4 separate regions of the Mus musculus genome follow, and all the other regions are linked to region 1. Evidence: chromatin contacts called from public ChIA-PET and HiChIP or PLAC-seq data. All regions are on one chromosome and are shown on one strand. The core of a region is the stretch at or near the end of the contact, and the rest is flanking DNA. Distances in the headings are between cores, read along the strand shown. Region 1 has its middle 190 kb from the start of Gm29835. Region 2 overlaps Gm36723 (a long non-coding RNA gene). Region 3 overlaps Gm36723 (a long non-coding RNA gene). Region 4 overlaps Gm36723 (a long non-coding RNA gene).

Region 1 (2,757 bases), core at 55-2,554:
AGAGGAAAACAGCCTTGACATTGACTCTGGTCAGTGCCATGCTCCGGGCCACCTGTGGGTTTCACAACCTTCTTTCTATTGCCCACAGCATCCTGGCCGGTTAATTTGTGTTCCCAGAAAAGAAAGATCCCATTGCTCTCTTGCTCTGGTGCTCAGTATCTGGTCCAGGTCGATGCCTAAAGGCACTCACCTGTGTACACCTCCTAGTACAGGCGCTGGGCCAGCTGTACCCTCAGAAGTCTTTGTTCATTCCGGTTTCTCTCCTGTTTCCAAGCACCAATAAATATGCAAGTTCTATTGCGATGGGGAAGAAACTAACTAACGTTCAGTAAGCACCTGCCTGGAGCCAGGTGCTGTCACACACAGCACCTTGTTTAATCCTCACAGCAGCGCTATAGGCAAAAAGTTAATACCTATATTCACTTGATAAAGAGGGTGAGCTTCCGAAGGCTTAAGCAATCTGGAGGCAGAGTGCATCGGTATGGACCAGATTTGCCTCCAGTCTTCCGAATCTCAGTTTATAGTCTGCATTCACTGAGATGCCTCCTACGATGTTCTGGAAAGAATAGTGCAGGTGGGGTTTGGGGAGCTCTGATATTGTGATTTTCAGATGAATCATTGCTTCACTTAATGGTTATAAAATGAAGGAGTAGACAGGTTGTCTCTCAGAGTGCTTTTGACTTGAATGTATTACATATTACACGCACACATCAACAGTAAATATAACATGCATGGAATTACTGCAGAGATGGGCAGAGCTGTGCTCTTGATGGAGTTCTATCGTGGACTCTGTGGAGGAGGTAACTCTAAAGGTATCCAGGAACCTTCCTATACCAAGAGAAATGGCATAAGCTTCCAGTAATGAGGGCCATTTAATTTATATATTTACAATAGCCCATTGCTCACAGCTCAGCAGTTCCTCCTCTGGTCTTCCTTTGCCCTGGCTAATGGCTCTAGTCTGATGTGTCACAAATACAAGAATCCACACTGAGGCCCCCAAGGGCAGAGCAAGCTTTACAGCCAAGATACATGGCTACACCAAGGGTAGCCATGGGAATGATTGGAGAGGGGACTCTGTGCCGGGAACCACGGTATGTGAACACTTTCACCATCCTCACGGCATACACAGAGAAAGCAGAGGCAGCAGCAGCGCTATAGGCAAAAAGCGAATACCTATAATCACTTGATAAGGAGGGTGAGCTTCCGAAGGCTTAAGCAGAGCTCACCGATACAGACCAGACTTTACAGCTGGGGAAACTGAAGCCCAGGAAGTTCACACACTCAGCTCCTGGTGAGGGGAAGCTTGGAGCTTAAGCCCATTGGTTGCTCTAGCCAGAAGAAGTATGCCTGTGGTCTTTCTCTTGTGTCCTCATGCCCTGATCTCAAAAACAGAAGCTGCAGTGGAAAAAAAAATAACAGAAAGAAACCAAAGGTTACTAAATAGGCATGATGTGCTGGCCACGTGATGTGAGTCATTTGAAGTCATTCTTGTAGCAACACCTTGTTTTTTGTGGTATCTCGAATAAACCATGGCTGAGAAACTAGAACAGGTCTGTTGTGTAGGGAGTAGAGGTTTTGACTCCCTGTGGTCTTTCTGACTACATGTTCTACGTGTTACCTGTCACTGGCTGTTGGAGCAAGTCGGTTTTCCCAGGCTGTTCCTCTCCCCAACCCCCATCTGTAACTGCTTCCCTCTTTGTTTCTGGCGTGAGAATGAATCAGTTGCCAGTACAATCTTCAGGTCCTACTTATGTTGGGGAAAACCTCAACTGAATAATGGAAATGAAGAATGCTAAAACATAACTCTACCAAGTAGAACATTTAGATGTGTGCATTTACTTAATGTCTTCAGATCTATGTTCCCATGGACCAGGGAGGAGTCAAGAATAGCATAGCAATGATTTCAGCCCTCTGGATCCTAGTGCAGCTCGCTGTAGGGAGCCAAATGCCCAGTGTCTTTCCCTGCTGCCCTGTGAATGGATGCTGCAATTACAGGTGACAGAGCCTCTTGGGCCTTGTGAGCTTCTGTGTGGATTCTTGTACTCGTGACATGTCAGCGTATACCAAAGCAGAGGAAGAGCACTCCAGGACCTGCTAAACTACCACTATAATAGGCTATTTAAAAATACGTTGAAGTGCCAGAAAGATGGGTACCATAGGCCTCTAAGAACACATTCAAACAGCCGTCTTGAAATATATTTAATTTATGAAATCTTGCTATTAAAATCCAATTGACTCAACCAGATAGCTATAGTTTTAAGGTAACCACCTTCAGGGGAAGAGTAAGGAGTAGGAGAGAGGAAGCCAGAGGGAGAGGAAGCAGAGACAGGCTGTTGCAAATTAAGGAGGCATTTCTCGGCAGGCATTGCGACCCTCTCCCCAGGTGCAGCAGAAGCACTCCGTGGCTGGTGTTTAAACCTCTTTTTACACATGCTTCTTCCCCCCACCCTCATTCCACGTGATCACGTGTGTCTCCAACCTCTACTTACTTACCAAAATGCATGACAATCTGTTCATAGGAATGCAAGCTAATCCCATTTTAAAGTTAGGCAATTGTCAAATTGTTTCAAGCTGTGAGAGAACAATGTCAGACAATCGTCTAGGCTGTTTGGAACCCCCTGGAATCCCAAATTTGATTCCCAATCATTCACTTTCTTAAATCATCAAGAAAAAAAATTTTTTTTACTGTAAAATAGCAAGTGTTAAAGTTGAAATGGAGACCTCACGTTGCTTGCTGATTTAAGAAAGAGCAAGCTT
Region 2 (2,700 bases), core at 189-2,688, 420 kb after region 1:
AGTTAACATCCCCCAGTGTTGGAATTATAACCCCTCTGTGTGGCCTGAGGGTGCTACATGGTCCTGGGATGCAGATACCATCAAAACATATTTGTGGAATTGTCTGCTAGATACAGATATCATATACAGAATATATACATATATAGCTGGATAGATTGTCTGATTTAAATTGACTTCTCTCTCAATTATATTAAGGCCACAGCAGAGGAAAATTAAAATGGTTGCTATGGTCTCCCAAGGCTAATGAAAAGTTACAAGGGAAGCATTCTGGTGTTCCTTCTCCTTCACATGTTTTATTTACCCACAGCATGATGAGGATGATGGTTGTGATTAGGATGATGGTGATGATGGTGGTGCTGAGGAGGAGGAGGGTCATGAATATATCAGTGATGGTAATGATGGTAGCATTGGTGAGGATGGTGGTGGGGATGATTAATAGATACCATATTGAACTCTTCCATTTGCCAGTCCTCTCCCATACATCCACTCCCTACCTCCTATTTTGTAAAATAAGGCCTCACTAGGTAGGTAGGTTGGCTTTAAACTCACAATCCTCCTGCATCAGCCTTCCAAGTACTGGGGATTATAGGCATGTTCCACCATACCTGGCCAATTGCCAAATCTTATTTCAACATATTTTATGTCCACATGTGCTGCCTGTTGCTAGCTTAGACCTCTTTATAAACTAGCAAACCTAGTTTCATTTCAGAATAAATACGAAGCAGTTTAGCCATAAGAGGACAAAGGGCACTCAAAATCCTAAAATATAAACTACTATCAGAGCATGTTGCCAATACCTTAAGATGAACATTTCCCTGGTTGTGATGACTCATCTCAGTTGTCACTTTAGTGAGATCGAGAAATACCTGGGTGATGGATCTTTTCAAATACCTGAGGAGTAGCATCTTGATTGGGCTCATTGAGGTGGGAAAAGTTGCCCATTGTGGGTGGCACCATTCCCTGTGCTAGGGTCTCTCTGCTTCCTGATTGTGCATCACAGAAACTAGAAAAGCAAACAAGACCCTGACTAGTGTCCAGCAGATTCCACAGGAGAAAAAGGCCAACAGTTCATCTTTAGATAAACTCTTGGGTACTAGAAGCTCTTCAACATAGAGAGAGAGCAAGCTTGAATGCAAGTGAAGTTATATCAGAGAGATTGAAAGTTTGTAAATGAACCAGGTATTCATGCTGGTGACCCTCCCACCATGAGTCAATATTATCGGTGCCAAAGAGAGGAGAGAAGACTGGGACTCCCTAACAACTACCTAACAAGCATTTCTTGAATATTTCTAAACCTAGAAAGAAAACAAATTGGGCCTACAAAAGGGAGACAGAGGGGAAAAGAAAAAGATGATTCATCTTGAAAACCCCCTCAGCCTCCGGTTCCTACCGTGGAGCACTTGCCGCACCCGCGCTGTGATCCACCCAATTATTTTAATGTCATCATTCTTTCTCCTTTTCTCTCTTTGATCCAGAGATTAGCTGAGCATATTCTGTGTTTCCCACATCCTGCCCACATCCTTTTATCTAAATGTCTTCAAGGTCTCACAATGAGGTACCAGCAACTTCTTTAAAACATCTTTGTCTCTTTCTTGGCCAGTCTTTCTGGAAATATCTCTTGTCACTGCAGATGGATTAAGCATTTTCCTCTTTTTGACAAATGTTGGACGTCATGACAGGGGTGGGGTGGGGGGCTTCAGAGCTAAGCAGGCAAAGTGGTCCCTGCCCTCAGGATGCTAGCCTTCTAGTTGAAGAGTCAACTACTAGAGAAGTACACTCAAGCTGTAATGAGGGAGCAACGCACACCCTCTAAGAGCTCACCAAGCATTCTAGGCTTAGTGTAGAATTCCATTCACAGGGTGGTCTAGATCCAGAAAAGTGAGAAAGAACAAGCTATGTGACAGTTTATAGAAAGAACATGCCAGAGGGATTGAAACTACAAAAACATTCTGAGTAAGAGACCACATTGGGCATATTCAAAACATCTTCAGAGTCAAACATGAAAGAACACACAAAAATCTCCAGGATAATCAGGGGTGAAACAGCCTAGCAGCAGATTGCTCAGGGACTCACTCAAGAGCAGAAAGAGAAATTCACACCAAAGCCATGCAGGGAACTATTTTAAGTGATATAGAAATAATCACCTACATTTCAATTATTTGGCCAGTGCTCCTGAGAAACCAACAACCCTATTCCAACTTCTGCCCTTAGTGAAATCAACACCAATGCCATATTGGCTATGTGGAGGTAGAGGGGGCTGTTGGGACATATATTCAAAATTCCTTTTTAAATAGATTTCTGATCCTCACTTTAAAAAAAAATAGCTCTAGGTTCCCACTCAGCTTGGCATATATTAAAAATCTGTTTGGAAGCAAACTGTTTTTTAAAGTACCTTTGGTTTTAATTAGTTTAGCATTTTAATTTTACGAAAGGACAGGAAGCCTCGATAAGAAGTGCCTTCCATTAGTGTGTCTGAGTCTGCACCATGATGCTGCACTGAGACAATTGATGTCATGTTAATTAATAATTATCTGAGGGACACTGCAAATGTGGAAGGCCACTGTGACTCACCCGGATCGCCTTGCGCTCAGTCCGCTTTAAAGTGCTATTAATTCCTGTTACAAATGACAGGATCGTTTAATTTCTTAAATGAGACATTTTTATCACCCATAGGGCCTTTCATCTCAGTGAATTTATGCG
Region 3 (2,700 bases), core at 39-2,538, 350 kb after region 1:
TCGAGGGCATGGTCCATCATGGTAAGAAAATCGTGGGAGCTAGAATATAATGTTGCTGGTCCCGTTATATCAATAGTGATGAAACAAAGATATAGATGGTGGTATCACTTCACCTTGTTCTATTTCCCCATTTCATTCAGTCCCAAACCCTGTAGTATGGGCTGATGCCACCCACATTCCAGATGGGTTTTCCTCTCTATAATCTAAACCCCTCTGGAAACTCCCTCAGACACACACACACAAAGATGTGTCTCCATGGTGATTATAAGTGTACTGAAGTTGGCAGAGAAGACTGTCAATCATAGCCAGACAACACTGGGAGCTGGAAGAGACTTGGAAGGATCCTCCCTAACCTTTCAATGTGTAACTCTGCTGCCACGCCATTTTTGAAGTCCTGTCTTTCAAAGCTATGACAGAACACATTTATGTTGCTTTCAACCACCTAGTCTACAGTCCTATCATCCTATTCTTGTCTCAAGAAAATGAAACCACCAACACATCTGTCTTTCTTGCCACTCTACTCCAATGTAGGCAGGACTCCAGACTATGAATACTCCCAAATATCTCAGATCCGGTGCTTTGACTGAAGGGCAGGGTATAAAAGAACAGAGCTACTTCCTAGAATCAGAGATTGATCAGTAACCCCATACTAAGGATAGTACTGATGATCTAAGGCAGTGTCCTCAACCTTCCTAATGCTGCAACCCTTTTAAATAAAGTTCTTCATGTTGTGGTGACCCCCCAAGCATAAAATTATTTCATTACTACTTTATAACTGTAACTTTGCTGCTGTTATAAATCACAATGTAAATATCTGACATGCAGGATGTCTGATATGTAACCCGTGTGGGGATTGTGTTCCATAGATTGAGAAGCACTGATCTAAGAGTTGCCTAGACTGCAGGGATAGACAGATCTCTCAATAGACTCTTAACCCAGCTGCTATAATTCTTGACTGAAATCTTCACTCCCTGGGTTTGTTATTACTACATCCAAATGACCTGCTCTTCCTATTTCCTTTCCTACAAAATGCTGGTATCCTTTGGCTTCAGTGTCTCAGAACAGTCCCCCAAATCTTGCCCTGAACTCACAGCCTGAGAGGAGATTCCTAGGCTGCTCTGAAGAAAGAGGCAGTGTGTCCTCGCAAGGCTCTAGGAACTAATTTCTATAGAAGCTGTTGCATCAGAATCACCTCCTGGATTCTTCCCTTGGCCCACTGTGCTACAGCTGCTGTATGGGGAGTTCAGAGACTTGCATACAAGGATGTGGCTGACCAAGAACCACAGCTCTAAAGCCTAAAGCCGCAAGTGCAAACTGCAGCTCTCCTTTAAAATAGCAGCTCTTTGCTTCCTCCTGTGTAAGCACTCTGCATGCATGAAGCGAAGAGCCCTTTGCACCTCTCTGCAGGTCCAACTCTGTTCCACTGCAGTTCTCCACAGTACAGCTTCACACCTAAGGCCAACTCTCACGCTCCCCCAACCCAGCCACCAGCACAGGTGGAGCTTCTGAACTCTCCCTCACTTTCTGCAGCCCTTGACGTGAGAAGAGAGCCTTCATCTCAGGAAGTATCCTTCTGCCACTGTTCAATGAACACTGGATGTTCTCAGTCAGGACAGGCCACACTACAACTTCTGTTTCCCACTGTCTTCGTTTCTTTTCCTATTGCTGGGGGAAAAAATGCCCCGACAAGAGCAAATTAAGAGAGGAAGGATTTATGTCAGCTCACCCTTTGAGACACAGTCTACCACAGTTTGGAAGTCAAGGCAGCAGAAGCTAAAAAGACATTATGGCCCCAGTCAGAAGAAGAACTGCATAAGTGATCCGTGTGCCCTTTTTCCACAGTCCAGGGTCCCAGCCAAGGAATGATCCACATCAGTCCCCAACCAACATATCCAGAAACCCATCTCTCAGCTGGTCTTGATTCTGTCAAGTTCACAAGTAACACTAATCATCATACCTTGTATGGCGGTTTGAAAGGAAATGGACTCTATAGACACATAGGGAATGACACTAAATTAGGAGGTGTGGCCTTGTTAGAGTTAAGTGTGACCTTATTGGAGAAAGCACTTCACTGAGGTGGGCTTTGAGATCTCAAATGCTCAAGTCAGCCCTAGTAGGATGGTCTCTTCCTGTGACCTGCCAATCCAGATGTAGAACTCTGTAATATTTTCGGCATCATGTCTGCCTATGTGTTGCCATGTTCCCACTATATTGACAACAGAAACCCTAAGACACCTAGTATCTATGGAGATATGCAGATACTCTGTATCAGGTAGTTCAAGTGTACTGATCGATATCTATTGTTCCATGGAGACAGATTGTGTAGGCCAGATCGAAGCAGCAGGCAAGTCACAGGGCATCATAAGGTGGTTTATCTATCCTACCCTTGGAGGATATTCTAGACCAGGAAGTTAACAAACTAAAATCTTATGGACAAGTCCAAGAACAGGGTGATGGAATAAAAAGGATTTGACTTTAACTGCTGAGATAGAAAAGGCACTGAGTGCTCTTCTCTGGACCCCAACCTCTGGGAATTTTTAGAAGGCGCTGTCAAGTATTCGGCTCCATAGAACACACCCACCCTCTCTCCTCTGACCCACTCCTCTAAGCGAAGTGCAGCCCACCAGACACTCTTGTGTCCTATGAGATGTCAGTGGAGGTGTCTCTATGCTCATCCAACATAGACCCAGGCCACAACCT
Region 4 (2,700 bases), core at 172-2,671, 390 kb after region 1:
AAATTTTGGAATTTTTGTGTCTTTAAAAAATTCATAAACTGGAGAGAGAACCTGTAGAGACCATATCTAGAGGTTAGGCACAGCCGCTGGTTGAGGTATCAGGCCACCCACTCATCTCAAAAAATTTTAACCCATAATTGCTCCTGTCTAAAATAAATACAGGGACAAAAAGTGGAGCAGAGATCGAAGGAAAGGCCACCCAGAGACTGCCCCACCTGGGGATCCATCCCATATGCAGCCACCAAACCCAGACACTATTGCTGATGCCAAGAAATACTTGCTGACAGGAGCCTGGTATTGTTGCCTCCTAAGAGGCTCTGCCAGAGCCTGACCAATACAGATGCAGATGCTTGCAGCCAACCATCAGACTTAGCAATGGGGACCCTGATGGAGGAGCTAGAGGAAGGATTGAAGGAGCTGAAGGGGTTTGCAACCCCATAGGAAGAACAACAATATCAACCAAGCAGACCCCACCCAGAGCTCCCAGGGACTAAATCACCAGCCAAAGAGTATACATGAAGGGGCCCATGGCTCCAGCTGCTTATGTAGGGGAGGATGGCTTTATCTGGCATCAATAGGAAGGGAGGAGCTTGGACCTGTGAAGGCTCAATGCCCAAGCATAGGGGAATGCTAGGGCAGTGAGGTAGGAGTGGGTGGGTTGGGTGGGTGGAAGAGCACCCTCATAGAAGTAGGGGGAGGGGACAAGGGATATGCAGAGGGGAAACCAGGAAGGGGGATAATATTTGAAATGCAAATAAATAAAATAACCAATAAAAACATAAACCCCCTTGACCCCCTACTTTTCCTCTCCTATCTAGTGTTAGGGGGTTGAAAGGGTGGGGAAAGGATGGAGAAGGATGGAAGGAAGAACCCACAAAGGAGCAAACACCAGCTACAGGCCAATGAGAAATTCTGTCTCAAAATATAAGATGGATAATGGCAGTAAGGAATGACACCTAGGCTTATCTTCTGTTCTCCACACACATTGTAGACACTTGAATGTGTGTGTGTGTGTGTGTGTGTGTGTGTATCCAATCACACACACAAAGATTCCTCCTCTTTCAGCTTGCACTACCTACCACTAGTCCAGAACACTTACCTAGTGGTCTACACCCATTGTCTGACTCTTGGTTAACATTCTTATGTTACTTTCTTTCTGCTGTGACCAAAAACCTGAAAATACAAAGGAAGAATGATATATGTTTGTTCATGGTATAAGACAAGAAGGACAGATCCTTTACTGCCATGGTGGGATAACGGCAGGGGAGGCCATAGGCTATGCTTCGAGAGTGTCAGGGTGCTGGTTCATATCTCAGTGAAGCAGGAAACAAATGGTGAGCAGGAAGCAGGGCAGAGATGTTAACCTCAGGGGCCACTTTTCCAAAATGTGCCACTAGCTGGGGACCAAGCACTTAAACACATCAACCTGTGGTGTCATTTTCATGTTCAAAACTCACTTCCTCTCTGCCACTGTGACACCCAGACCTGTGCTAGGTGGCTGATGACAGATAAAATGGTGTCAATACCAAAGCCATCCTGTTTTCTTAATGGCTTACTGGCACTTCTACAGAGGAGGTGCGGTGTGGCACATGGGTCTTCACACTCTACTCAGTTCCAGGAATCTTTCCCGAGCTAGCTTTGCCTTCTGTATTCTATGATGTTTTCTCTGCAGAAGATTACACTGACAGTAGTTTTGCTACAAACACCACATACATAGAACTTCAGCGTAAGGTACTTTGTTTCTCCTACAAAAGAGATGGCCAAATGCCCTCCTCCAGGCACATGTCCCCAGAGGGTCTCTCCTAGTTGCTGTCCTTCAAGACAGCCCCTGGGAAACACTGCCTGCAGTCAATGTCTTCATGGACAAGTGAATCAATCCATCATCTCCATAGAAGATCACGGGGAAGAGCTGATGAGGAAATACCAGAACACGAGTGGGTGACATGAGGGAGGACGGGCCTAGTGTTTGTGAAACTTCCCTGTTCTCTCTGACTTTGCTTGTGTCCAATCTTAGAGTCCAGTCTACTTCTCTTTGTGGTGGACCCTCCCAATCTTTCAAGTTAGTGATTCTGACAGAAGCCAGCCTGGACATGTGCTATTTAATATCCCAAAGTAACATGCTGCATGACTGACATGGCCAAAAAGCATGGAAGGGGCCACTCCTCTCATGGGGCAGGCACTGATGATTGGCCTTTCTCAGGAAAGCAAGCCATTCACTGAGGCTCTTCAGGCCTGGCCGCAGCTCCCTTTGGTGCTCGTCATAGTTAATATTGGTTGACAGATTAACAGAAGCTAGAACCATCTAGGAGACAAACCTCTGGAAACGTCTGTAAAAGAGTTTCTAATTTAATTGAAATGGGGTGAGCCACCCTAAAAGTGTCCAGCTATTCGCCAGGCTGATGTCTCTGACTTACCAGAAAGGAGAAAGCCACATTCATCTCAGTTTGCTTCCTAATGGCAGATCCAATGTGGCTGAATGCCTCTAGTTCCAACTGTAATGACTTTCCTGCCATGGCAGACTGTAAGTTAACACTGTGAAAAATAAAAATGAAAAACAAAAACCTTCATTTCTTATTTTTCAGTGTGTTGTCACAGTGCTGAAAAAAGGTAACTAACACTAAGTTGTCCTTCCCTAGTTTACATATCCTGAGTACCACTGGGATCTGCTACATCATAGCATAGAGTCCAAACAGAACTATG

Evidence for each region. ChIA-PET counts read pairs in DNA pulled down with a chosen protein or histone mark. HiChIP or PLAC-seq counts read pairs in DNA pulled down with a chosen protein or histone mark.
Region 2: a BATF HiChIP or PLAC-seq map of CD8 T cells shows a contact between it and region 1, with 6 read pairs. The contact joins two enhancer-like sites. A contact is called at or near these places in 3 of 115 datasets of contacts at active chromatin or transcription factors (CD8 T cells, T-cell acute lymphoblastic leukemia and memory CD8 T cells).
Region 3: an RNA polymerase II ChIA-PET map of effector CD8 T cells shows a contact between it and region 1, with 8 read pairs. The contact joins two enhancer-like sites. A contact is called at or near these places in 1 of 484 Hi-C or Micro-C datasets (liver) and 3 of 115 datasets of contacts at active chromatin or transcription factors (CD8 T cells, effector CD8 T cells and memory CD8 T cells).
Region 4: a contact with region 1 is called in a BATF HiChIP or PLAC-seq map of CD8 T cells, with 9 read pairs. The contact joins two enhancer-like sites. A contact is called at or near these places in 1 of 39 promoter capture datasets (liver), 1 of 484 Hi-C or Micro-C datasets (liver) and 3 of 115 datasets of contacts at active chromatin or transcription factors (CD8 T cells, memory CD8 T cells and stem cell-derived neural progenitor cells).

What each region holds. Positions count from the first base shown.
Region 1 is chr12:25,783,273-25,786,029 of GRCm38.p6, reverse strand. No RefSeq gene overlaps it. Among named protein-coding and RNA genes, the nearest start is that of Gm29835, 190 kb to the left of the region's middle. Within about 2 kb of position 1,304, at least 29 of the 459 cell types and tissues checked have an H3K27ac peak or open chromatin away from gene starts, as enhancers often do. A contact at or near this core is called in CD8 T cells, T-cell acute lymphoblastic leukemia, effector CD8 T cells and 1 more, where this site is marked.
Region 2 is chr12:25,358,894-25,361,593 of GRCm38.p6, reverse strand. The region is part of intron 1 of Gm36723 (a long non-coding RNA gene); the gene reads right to left. Among named protein-coding and RNA genes, the nearest start is that of Gm36723, 4.3 kb to the right of the region's middle. Within about 2 kb of position 1,438, at least 30 of the 459 cell types and tissues checked have an H3K27ac peak or open chromatin away from gene starts, as enhancers often do. A contact at or near this core is called in CD8 T cells and T-cell acute lymphoblastic leukemia, where this site is marked.
Region 3 is chr12:25,429,734-25,432,433 of GRCm38.p6, reverse strand. All of the region lies in intron 9 of Gm36723 (a long non-coding RNA gene), which reads right to left. Among named protein-coding and RNA genes, the nearest start is that of Gm36886, 44 kb to the left of the region's middle. Within about 2 kb of position 1,288, at least 46 of the 459 cell types and tissues checked have an H3K27ac peak or open chromatin away from gene starts, as enhancers often do. A contact at or near this core is called in CD8 T cells and effector CD8 T cells, where this site is marked.
Region 4 is chr12:25,393,227-25,395,926 of GRCm38.p6, reverse strand. Gm36723 (a long non-coding RNA gene) reads right to left here. Exons shown (of 12, transcript XR_001780577.2): 5 at 2,415-2,532; 6 at 1,100-1,173; 7 at 1-51. Among named protein-coding and RNA genes, the nearest start is that of Gm36723, 39 kb to the right of the region's middle. Within about 2 kb of position 1,421, at least 28 of the 459 cell types and tissues checked have an H3K27ac peak or open chromatin away from gene starts, as enhancers often do. A contact at or near this core is called in CD8 T cells and memory CD8 T cells, where this site is marked.